Regions from separate parts of the Mus musculus genome. Here region 2 is linked to region 1. The links are chromatin contacts, called in public HiChIP or PLAC-seq maps. All regions are on one chromosome and are shown on one strand. The core of a region is the stretch at or near the end of the contact, and the rest is flanking DNA. Distances in the headings are between cores, read along the strand shown.

Evidence for each region. HiChIP or PLAC-seq counts read pairs in DNA pulled down with a chosen protein or histone mark.
Region 2: an H3K27ac HiChIP or PLAC-seq map of T-cell acute lymphoblastic leukemia shows a contact between it and region 1, with 2.8 times the contacts expected there. The contact joins two enhancer-like sites. A contact is called at or near these places in 4 of 39 promoter capture datasets (the 3T3-L1 cell line, frontonasal cranial neural crest and second pharyngeal arch cranial neural crest), 5 of 484 Hi-C or Micro-C datasets (cerebellum, cortical neurons, muscle stem cells and 2 more), 5 of 115 datasets of contacts at active chromatin or transcription factors (T-cell acute lymphoblastic leukemia, double positive thymocytes, embryonic stem cells and 1 more) and 2 of 9 other capture datasets (adipose tissue and pancreatic islet).

The regions. Positions count from the first base shown.
Region 1 is chr15:37,781,754-37,786,920 of GRCm38.p6, reverse strand. It overlaps a transcript of Ncald not described here. Among named protein-coding and RNA genes, the nearest start is that of Gm15942, 84 kb to the right of the region's middle. Within about 2 kb of position 3,445, at least 12 of the 459 cell types and tissues checked have an H3K27ac peak or open chromatin away from gene starts, as enhancers often do. A contact at or near this core is called in T-cell acute lymphoblastic leukemia and double positive thymocytes, where this site is marked.
Region 2 is chr15:37,883,991-37,889,854 of GRCm38.p6, reverse strand. No RefSeq gene overlaps it. Among named protein-coding and RNA genes, the nearest start is that of Gm35019, 21 kb to the left of the region's middle. Within about 2 kb of position 4,529, at least 18 of the 459 cell types and tissues checked have an H3K27ac peak or open chromatin away from gene starts, as enhancers often do. A contact at or near this core is called in T-cell acute lymphoblastic leukemia and double positive thymocytes, where this site is marked.

The DNA of each region.
Region 1 (5,167 bases), core at 2,196-4,695:
CATGTGATTGGTGTGGTGCCTAATATTCACCTTTTTGTGACTGATTTATTCCACTTAACTGAATGCCTTTAGGTTCTCCATGTTGTGATAGATACTGGGATTTCTTTCCTAATTAAGACCGAGTACATTCCATTGACTGCATACAGCAGACCGGCTCTCCATTTGTCTGTTGCTGGGCATGGCAGCGGCTCCCATCTGTTGCTCTTGTGCATAACACACTACTAACATAGGCATGTAAGTGTATGTTCATGTTTCTCCTTTGGCTGAGCACTCAGAGCTGACACTGCTGGATCGCTTGACACTCTATATTCAATCTCTTGCAACTACCAGATTGCTTTCCAGAATGCCTCCATGTCGCACACCCAGAAGGATCCTGACAGGGAGTGGGAGGAGAGAAAAGGCTGCAGAGGTGTGAGGGGTTTCTCCCACACCCACAGGACTGAAACATCGTCATCTTTGTCCTGTGTGGTATTAAATTTGGGAGCAGAAGTAGACATGGATCTGAGACATTTTCCTCAGATAGGTTGACCAGTTGTTCATGGGAAATACCTCCTGGAATTCTAAGTGTGAATTCAATCTAGTCTGGCAAACTCTGTCATTTGTCCCATGAAGGGTGGCAGAAACGAAGCAAGCTTATGTTAATGGGCTGTTTATATAGCTGTTGGGATAGTGAATTGGCTATGTGTGTGTCTACGTGTGTCTGTCTGTGTGTGTGTGTGCATGTGGTGTGTGGGTGTGGTGTGTGGTACATATGGTGTATGTGTGTGTGTGGTGTGTTTGTGTGCTGTGTGTGTAATGTGTGTTTTGTGTGTGTGTATGGTATATGTGTGTGTGGTGTTATGTGTGTGTAGTGTGTATGTATGGTATATGTGTGTGGTATTATGTGTGTGGTATATGTGGTGTGTGTGTGTGTGGTGTGTGTTATGTATGAGGTGTGTATGTGTATGAAGTGTGTGTGTGTGGTGTGTTTGTGTGCTGTGTGTGTAGTGTGTGTTTTGTGTGTGTGTATAGTATATGTGTGTAGTGTGTATGTATGGTATATGTGTATGGTGTTATGTGTGTGGTATATGTGGTGTGTGTGTGTGTGTGTGGTGTGTGTTATGTATGAGGTGTGTATGTATATGAGGTGTGTGTGTGTTTGTGTGTGTGGTGTTATGTGTGTAGTGTGTATGTATGGTATATGTGTATGGTGTTATGTGTGTGGTATATGTGGTGTGTGTGTGTGGTGTGTGTTATGTATGAGGTGTGTATGTATATGAGGTGTGTGTGTGTGTTTGTGTGTGTGTGTGTTTTTGTGGTGTTATGCCTGGGGAGTGTGAAAACAGTTTCTCGAAGTACTTTGGGAGTCAGGTTGGCTGCAGAGTGCTGCCCACAGAACTCTGCTCTTCAGCTTTGTCCTGGCAGGCAGTTATGTAGTCCAGGAAGTACCTAGCCACTCTTGTTCTCACCTCCTAGCACCTCCCAAGTGGCGAAACTGTCCTGACCATAAGCTAAGTGGGCTGTAGCCAGTGCACTGCTTGAAGGACACAGAAGAAAGGCTGGAGGGTGGCAGAGCAGAGAACATGGCATTTTGGAGCCCCATGGTCCACCCCATGTAAAGGGTGAAGGGAACCAGGGCACCCAGAGATGGAGGGACTCACCAATGGTCAGGGATCAGGGAACAATCGGTAGAACTGGGCTGAGAGTCTGGGCAGACAGTGGAAATAGTAGGGACATTTCTTGTTCTTCTAACTGGCTCTACAGTAGCAGACCATCCCTAGGCCCAGGTGATCTGATGTCTAGTGTTGTTCTGGTGGACCTGGTCCCTTGAGTACTCAGGCATGGCTTGAGGGGTTTGTAGCCCAAGAAAGCTCCATGAGAACCAGATATTAGTGCCACCAAGTGCATGCCATCTGAAGTGGGGAAAGAGGTTGGTCTCGTTCTGGGACTGGACTGAAGTCCTCTGTGCATGTGGAAAAGGCTGCTTTTAGAAGACTCAGAGCTTCCCTCCCTGCTGCCTGAAAAGTTGATGTCATGAGTGACACACAGGGTTCAGGCCTTGCTTCCTGTGTCCATGGAATCGACTGTCACAAACTAGGCACCTTGACACAGTAGACATACATTGATTCGCTCACAGCTGTGCAGGCTCTATATCCAGAGGCAGAGGTGTTGCTGAGCCCCACTTTTTCTAGATGCTCAAAGAGAAATAGTTCTTTCAATTATAATTAGTTAGTTAATTAATTAATTAATTAATTAACTTATTTATTTAGAGATGGGGCAGTCCTATGTTGCCAAGGCTGCTCTTGAACTTGTGGGCTCAGATGTTCCTTAGCCTTCTGAGCCTCTGGGACTCTGGGTGTGTGTCACCATGCCTGGTGGCTTGCCTCTTTTAGTTTCTGCTGGCTGTGGGTGTTTTGGCCTCCAAAGTCTGTCTTCCTCTCCTCTGTGGTTGATTCTGAGGATACTTTCTGTGGGGTGCAGGCCCACTTTCCGTGGGGTACAGGCCCACCTTCAGCACCCACACTGGTCTTTTTCAGTATCCTTACTTGCATCTGCAAAGAGCGTCCCTTTTTTTTTTTTCTAAAGAAAAGTTAATTTTCTCTGGTTCTGGGGCATAGTTTGGGGAGCCCATTCATTCTACCACCAGGCTTAGGGGTGCACATGCCTTTCTTGATTCTCTATTCTGTGTCAGACTTAGATTTTATCTCCCTCCAGAACCTAGAATACATCATTGTTTCAAAACCGAGTGGGGGTTCGGGGGCTGACAATATTAGCCCGACCTGACCTTCACAGGGAGTCTTCTGCACTTGGCTTTGCTCGATGGCCTTGGAGGGAATGGAGGGGAGAGGCTGCAGACACTTCCTGCTGAGGGCTTGCCCAAGTGCTTTCAGAAATGCCCTGAGAAAGTCTGAGGGAAGGCTGAGGGTGTTGGAGACATTTTAAGGAAAGAACTCAGAAGCAGGCCAGACTCAAGTTTCTCTCCCTTTAGAGAACATTGTTCAGAAATGTTCTATACAGGTGCAGCTGGGTCCTCAGCCAGCCTTACCATGTGTCAGCACTCCCACCCTTCGGCCAGGTGCCTAGATACATGTACCAAGGGTACAAGGTAAGGTTCAGTGCAGCTCCGTCATCTGCCTTACTAATTTAATGACAGGAGCCCACCAAGGGGGCTGTAGCAGGAACACCCATGCTAGTGCATGAATTATTGAGTTTGGTTTCCCGCACTGAACACCTACCCAGAGGAAGAACCTGAACCCAGTCACTGAGAGGCAATTGTATTTGAGTTCTGTTTCTCTGGGGAAGGGGAGGGCCTGAGTTTGGTTTTCCAACCACTTTGCTGTTTGACTTTGAACTAGAGTAAGGAAAAGAAAGAGAAACAAAAAATAAAAGGTGAGCTACTGCTCTGTTGTATCCCGCCACATCAGCTGAATCTTCATTGCTTTGATCAAAGTTACTTAGAGAATTAAGTTTCACCAGCTCACCAGCTGAAGGAAAAGGTTTGCCTTACAGCAGGAAATCAGCTACATAAACTGTAGGGTTTGAAAGAAATAAAAAAACAAGAGCCATTGTGTGTGTGTGTGTGTGACAGAGTGTGTGTGTGTGTGTGTGTGTGTGTGTGAGAGAGAGAGAGAGAGAGAGAGAGAGAGAGAGAGAGAGAGAGAGAGAGAGAGAGAAAAGTTCAAGTTGGTGATGGGAAGGATGGAAGGTTGTGAGGCTGTAGCGGTGCCCTTCTTAGTATGGGGTCCTGTACACCATGAAGCTGGCCTGGCCCTACACAAATGCTACTGATGCATCCTGCTTTTGACAGCTTATTTCCCAGAGAATGACCAGGGCAGCTTACTTTGCCTGTTTAGAGCACAGCTTCTTGGTAGGGGACCGGGCAGTGTATGGGCTGGGTAACTCCAGTTGTTGCCTCCATATCATCTTGGCTGGCTCCCTTCCCCCCCCCCCCCCCCTGTGTCCTAGACGTAGCCTTGGTCAGTGGTATCAGTACTAGTGTCTGTCTTCTGATCAACACTGGGTCCAGCAGATGACAGATGTGTGAGGGGAGGCAGGGCACAATTCTCTCGTTCCTTCTCCGGTCATCATGTTGGAGGTTGCCAGTCTGTATGCCAAGGCACACCAGCTTCTGCCAGCTGCCTTCTTGGTACAGCAGCGTACTGAGTTCCTATAGCCACTTCCTCTAGGACTACAGATGCAGGCATGCTAAAGCCACCCTAGATCCTTACCCTGGGTTTCACTGTTTACCTAAACCCCATTTCTCAGCAGGACCAAAGAACATCCTTGAAGTCTGGCCGAGATCCTAATGGACTCAGCAGCTCCGGACTAGGAGTTGACCACACCTTGTGCTAATGCAGAGCAGAAAGCCAAGCCAATAATTTTGATGAGTTTTCCGGACCAGCTTCAGGGGCAGGACCGGACAGGCAGTCTGTATTAGTTAGCTTTAGTTACTGTAATAAAATAGCTACAACAATCCGTTTAAAAAGAAAGTTAGTTTCTTGGGACTGGTAGTTTTGGAAATTTCAGTTTATTTTCATTGCTTAGCCTGGGGGAGCGCAGCGGCCATAGGAAGCTGCTCCCTTCTTGGTGGGGGGAGGGCAGACAGAATGAGGGGCTGGGCCCTGTGTCCCCAGTGGCTGCTTTGCTCATCTAACTTTGCAACTCCTTGCTAACAGGTTATAAATGGTCAAGAAGGGCTTCAGGGGCGGGGTGGGGGGTGGGGGAGGGGGGGATGGGGATAAGGTGATCACGTGATCTAGCATTTACAGCAGAACCCGCTTGTGAGGGAAAAGGAGTGCAGAGTGACCGTTCAAGGCAGATGGCGGCTGTGCAGAGCCACCCTAGTTAACCAGGACAGAAGAGAATTTTCTAAAAATGTTTTGTTTTTGTTTTTGTGTGGTTTTTTGAGACAGGTTTTCTCTGTGTAGCTCTGGCTGTCCTGGAACTCACTTTGTAAACCAGGCTGGCCTCAAACTCAGAAATCCGCCTGCCTCTGCCTCCTGAGTGCTGGGATTAAAGGCGTGCGCCACCACGCCCGGCTCTAAAAATGTTTTTATATTTTGCCAACCTACCACACTTTGGTTTATGAAATGAAAACCTGAACTTTGAAAAACAGAAAAAAGTTAATTTTTTAAAAGTATTGTATTTATTATATTGGTGTATGTGTGTGTGTTTGTGTATGTGGGAA
Region 2 (5,864 bases), core at 3,280-5,779, 100 kb before region 1:
CTTACAAGATTTATTTTTTAAGTTTACAAATAGAGACAAAAGTTTTAGATATTTTAGCATTACAATTATTTGCGATCTGTACTAAAATCCACATTGTAGAAAAGGCAGTAGACTCATGCTTTTGAGCTATAGTTGTAGAATAAACATGTGATCCAATCACATATACTTTTTTTCCCATAGAAGGGCTATTTTTTTTTTTTTTTTTTTTTTTGGTTTTTCGAGACAGGGTTTCTCTGTATAGCCCTGGATGTCCTGGAGCTCACTCTGTAGACCAGGTTGGCCTCGAACTCAGAAATCTGCCTGCCTCTGCCTCCCAAGTGCTGGGATTAAAGGCGCGCGCCACCACGCCCGGTTGGGCTATTTTCAAAATACAGTAAATGGGATGTATGAATGCATGAATTTATAGAAAATACAAAAGCATACATGAAAGCAATTTTTAACAACTTATCTTTAGGATAATGATTATCAATTTTATCTAAAATGATGGTATGCAATAGGCAAATATCAATATTCTGCAATAACCAATTTAATTGCTGTTTGGAAAAAGGAACACAGATGCTTTGTCAGTTTTTTAAAACACAATTTTTTTGTTACAGTTTTTCTAAAATACATGAATTTATCTTACAATTCTTCTTTTTTTTTAATCTTACAATTCTTAATTAGTACCACAGCAGCCTTATAATAGGATGTTAAAACTTTACTTGGAGATTAAAAAAGATGATTTTACATTAATGTTTTCTTTTGCCAAAGAATTGCTGTGGGCACATTTAATAACCATAACTAAAATAGGCAGCTAATATTTAATTACCAGTGATTATAATTGATAACAATTATAAAAGCTTCTTTAGTTTTTGCAAAACCTTTTGTTCTTTACCAGTTAATTTGTATCTCTCTTGATAACATCCAACAAAGGTTTAAATCACCTTAATACCTTAAGGTGAGGTCTTAGCCAATTAACATCTCCTGGGAGCTTTTGAAAATAATTTGAAGCAAATCAATTTTTCTTTCTTAAATTTTCTGTACCACAATTTTCTAGTATAACTAAAACCCTAAATATTAAAAAGATATTGCCTCTGAATCTTTTCTGGAGCAATAGCTACTCCCAAGAACTTTAAAGCTCACTGTGTGAGAGCAAAGATTTGAAGTAAACTTCCCTTTAGAGGCATTAGCTAATAAAATACTTTCCACACTGAAAGATTCAAACTCTTAGCTTTTTTGTATTGAAGCAGAGACAATAAAAATCTTTCTTACATAATGTAAGACTAATAGCTTCCAAAACAGACTGCTGGCTGCCTGGACAGCTACCCAAAATTTCTCTATAACACTGGAGCATCCATCCTCAGCATCCTGGCCTACATATGACAGATATATTTGTGAAGCAGGAATATGAAGGACTGCTTACTGTGCCTTGGCAGAGCTTGGCAATTGGCTTTCCTGTGTCCAAATCTGACCATTTCAGACAGCTTTCTGACTTTTTTTTTCTTCGAAAACAGTTTTTCAGTAGGAGCTACACTGCTGTGCGTCACTCCTGGCTAAGGTGTGGGGCAACTTAAATCAGCCCCTGCTGTGTAAACTGAGACTGAATCTAGAGATGGGTAGCCAACAGATAAAGTTTTAAACATTATTTTTCTTTTCAACATGAAACATAGAACAACAGTCATTCAGACAACGAAACAAAGATAGACATGAATGGACACCTGGACATATTGGTGCACCAAACACAGACAATACAGAGAAGGTAGAGAACTTGATGTAACCAGAACTCAGAGTGTCTTCTGTAGGGGCCAGAGAGAAGGCCGGATGTCTCTGGATTTCTCTCTGTCCCTGGAAGAGTTCTGAAATCCATTTTTCTTCTCTCTCTCTCTCTCTCTCTCTCTCTCTCTCTCTCTCTCATGTCATTTGTGTATCTCCCTATTTTTTGAATTTTACTTATTTTATTTTATTTTATTTTATTTTATTTTATTTTATTTTATTATTTTAAGCCCTACTCCTCTCACCTGATGCAGTTCTTAACTGCGGACAAATGCCTGTTTTCTTTTTTACTCCCATTTTCCACTGTCAACCCCTAGCTGATATCAGCGCTGGGCCAATGCTGACTCAATCTAGCTTGTATCCTTTTGCACCTACAGCAACAATTTTGAAAGGATGAAGTTTAAAGCCAGGGCTAGTGTGAATACATGAACACAAAGTGTTGCTCAGTGTGCTGGATACATCTTCTTCTTAATCTTCCTGTAGAGCTCTACCGAGACAGTGTTCTCTCAGTTTGTCCTCCCATACTCAGGTTCCTGTTCAGACGCCATCTGTAGCTGCCTGTGGCCACACGAACTGAGTGGGAGGCTGGAGCTATAAGGGAGGAAATGGCGAGAGAAGAAATGAAACCAAGACAGATTTCTGGTCAAGGCCCAATGTTTACTAAGAGTCTGTGCTTATAAAGAGGGGAGGCTCATCCCCTGCCACACCAGGCTTCTTGATGCTTTGTTGCCAAGTTGTTAACACTAGGTCGCCAATTCCACAGGTTGTCAGCTATCTCAGAAATATCTCAGGAAGACAGGTTCGGCCGCTCAGCGGGTAGTGGTTCGCAGGTGACAGAGCAATAGAAGGGAAGATTCCACCCCAGGTGGTCTCATTCACAGTGGCAAAATAGATCTGAACCACCCTGCTCAAGGCTGGGAGAGGCTACATATAGTAAAGCTTTGCACACCCCAAAATGATTTTGGGTTAAAGGCATTAACACACTTTCCAGAATGCTGAATGTATAGGTTAGACAGAGATTTATTTTAGCACAATGAGAAGCAGTTTTCAAGTTTATATTTAAAAACAACCAATGGATAATTAAAATATTGAAGTTGTGATTATAACATTAACAGTAGTTTACCAGAACTAGATTAATAGTGCATTAGAACTCTGTTGATTAATGTTAAAACTTTGAACTTATGAATTCTTAATATAGCAGTAGCACAGAGAGGGGGAAAATCTGGAACATTTTTTAAAAAATATAGCTTAAAACACTTCATTAGACCTTTACAACTTGTATTTATATACCTTAGAATATTTTAAGACCCCCAGAACTTATATAAACTTTTAAGTTTTTAAAAATCTAATTATTTGCCATGAGACACAGTTCGGACATTACTGACAACAGTCATTATAAAGCAAATTAATTTAAAGGAACATTAAAAAGCTACTTTGAGGGGCTGTCCAGATAACTCAGCAGTTAAGAGCACTGACTGTTTTTCCAGAGATCCTGAGTTCAATTCCCAGCAACCATATGGTGGCCCACAAACATCTGTAATGGACCCTCTTCTAGTGTGTCTGAAGACAGCTACAGTGTATCGTGTGTGTGTGTGTGTGTGTGTGTGTGTGTGTGTGTGTATGTGTGTGTGTGTAGTATTTTTTAAAAACTTACTTTAAAATGTGTTTTGTGAATTTATCTCTATTTGGAGTCTGGTCGCAAGGTAAACTGTCTTTCTCAGCTGAGTCTCAGGGTAAAGAAGACCTGGTTATTATGTATGAAGGAAACTGAGCAGGCAGTTCGTGCCTTGGGGAAGTGGCTAGTATGCTTGCTGCTGTTAAAGCTACAGATCTCAAACCATCAGAGATCTGAGAAAGATAAACTATAGCTGGAAGTATAATCTAACTGGCCTATGAATCAATTAAAACAACTGAGACCCATTACCTAGGTTACCGTAGGCTCTGGTGATTTCCACAGTTTTTCTGGGGGCAGTGGTTGTAGGTCTTCAGCTGTCATACAGGACAGCATTTAATCTTCAGGTGACTACAGAACAGCATTGGCCTATGGCTGTCAGACCCAGGTCTTTTTCCTATAGAGAGATTTTTCCTATAGAGGAACTTGGAGAAATTGACTTGACATTGACCAGGTAGAGTAGGGCAATCAACCCAAAAATATCCACAGTTTGGGCAGAGTCCTGGTGGCAGGTGAAGTGTGAGCCAATGGTTAGTGTTACCATAATCCAGGTAGAGTCATTGCGCCCAATATGTCTTCCTTAGAGACCATGGGATTCCCATTAGGAAGGGGCCTGTCTATTATGGAAAACTTGAACATCTTAAATGCCATGTGCAGCAGATCTCTAAAGAGTCTGAGGGCTGTTATTTTTTTCATAACATGTCCATCTACAATAGCCTCCCCTGGGTGTGGGGGCAAGAAGGAAGAGTTAATAAAGGAAGCATATCCATTTATTTTTGTCTTTTTAAGTAAAGAAATGTAGTTCAGATTAAACTCTAAGCAAAATGGCCAAACAGAGAACTGATATGACCTGGCGTTTGGATGGAATGAAGCCTATAGTGTGCCCTGACACTTGTGGACCGTTGCGTTAATCACTTGTCCATCAATGTGACAAAATTCCCAGGCAAAGTCAACTTAAAGGAGGGAAGATTGAACTCTGCTCATGGCTTTGGAAAGGTTTGGTCAATGGTTGCATGGCTGGCTGCTGTGGGCTTATGTTAAGGCAGAGCAGCGTGAGAAGGAGTTTGTGGTGGAACAAAGCCTCATTGGCAGCCAAGATCAAACCTCAGCCTTCAACGGTACATCCCCAGTGACCACTTCCTCCAGCTGTTAAGGAAGGCTTTTCTTCAACAGTCTGTGGAACTATGAACTCTGCTCTACAAAGTCTTACAGCAGCCTTGTAAGTCAGGCATTAGTATTCTACTGAGTATAAATGAAGATCCATCCCTGAGGTTCAGGGATGTTGAAAAAGTTGTCCAGAGTCACATAGCAAGTAGCAGGTGTCTGTTTGAAGGCACATACTTAACTTGAGCCTCATTATCCCACTGGCTAAGTTAGAACCCCATGGTCCAATCACTTCTTAATGGCCCCACCTCTGAACGTTGTTACTGGGGACATTTCATATTCAAACTATAATACTTCAGTCTTATAGCAACTGAGTCAAAATAACCAGGAAAAACTCATTCCTCTTTCAGGAAATGTACCTATGAGTTCTAATTAGTCATGTGATGTCATTTACTAGTTGTCTTAGCTGAGATTTCTATTGCTGTGATGAAACACCATGACCTAAAGAAAAAGGGAAAGAAAGGGCTTATTTAGCTTATTCCTGCACATCACTGTTCATCACTAATGGAAGTCAGAACAGGAACTCAAACAGGGCGGGAATTTGAAGGCAGGAGCTGATGCTGCTTACTGGCTTGCTTCCCCTGGCTTGCTCAGCCTGCTTTCTTATAGACTCAGGAACACCAGTGCTGGGATGGCCCTACCCTCCATGGGCTGAGCTCTCCCCATGAGTCACTAATTAAGAAAATGCCCTGTTGGCTTGCCTACATCCTGGTCTGATGGAGGCATTTTCTCAGTTGACTTCCTCCTCCCAGATAACTAGTTTGTGTCAGGTTAACATAAAAGTTAGGAAGGACACCAACCCATATTTTCTATTTTGTTGGGCTAGTAAACTCCGGATCACTATGATTAAGTCCCTGCCACTACACATTTCTGACCACCAGTCCCTCAAAAACCAAAAACCAAAAACCAAAGACCAACAACCAAAAACCAAAAAACAACAGAACTATACTTTGTGCTTCATCATCTGAGTATGCAAATGAAACACTTTGGGAGCAATTTGATTTAGAAGCAACATTTTTGGATGGATGTAAATTTATCTTTTCTCTTGAGAGAACCCTACAAAGTTACAAAGTTTGGCAAATTTATCCAAGAAGGAAATACAAAATGATTTTGGAGGCAGTTTCCCTGTGGCATCGTTATTAGGGAGCAGATGCCTTATCTGCCTAAATGAGGACAAAGAATGCTTCCAGTTAATGAGACCACAGATTCCAGACACTTCTCAGTGAGAATGCAAACAGTTTGATTATGAAGACACTTACTGCTTTGTGTGTGACTC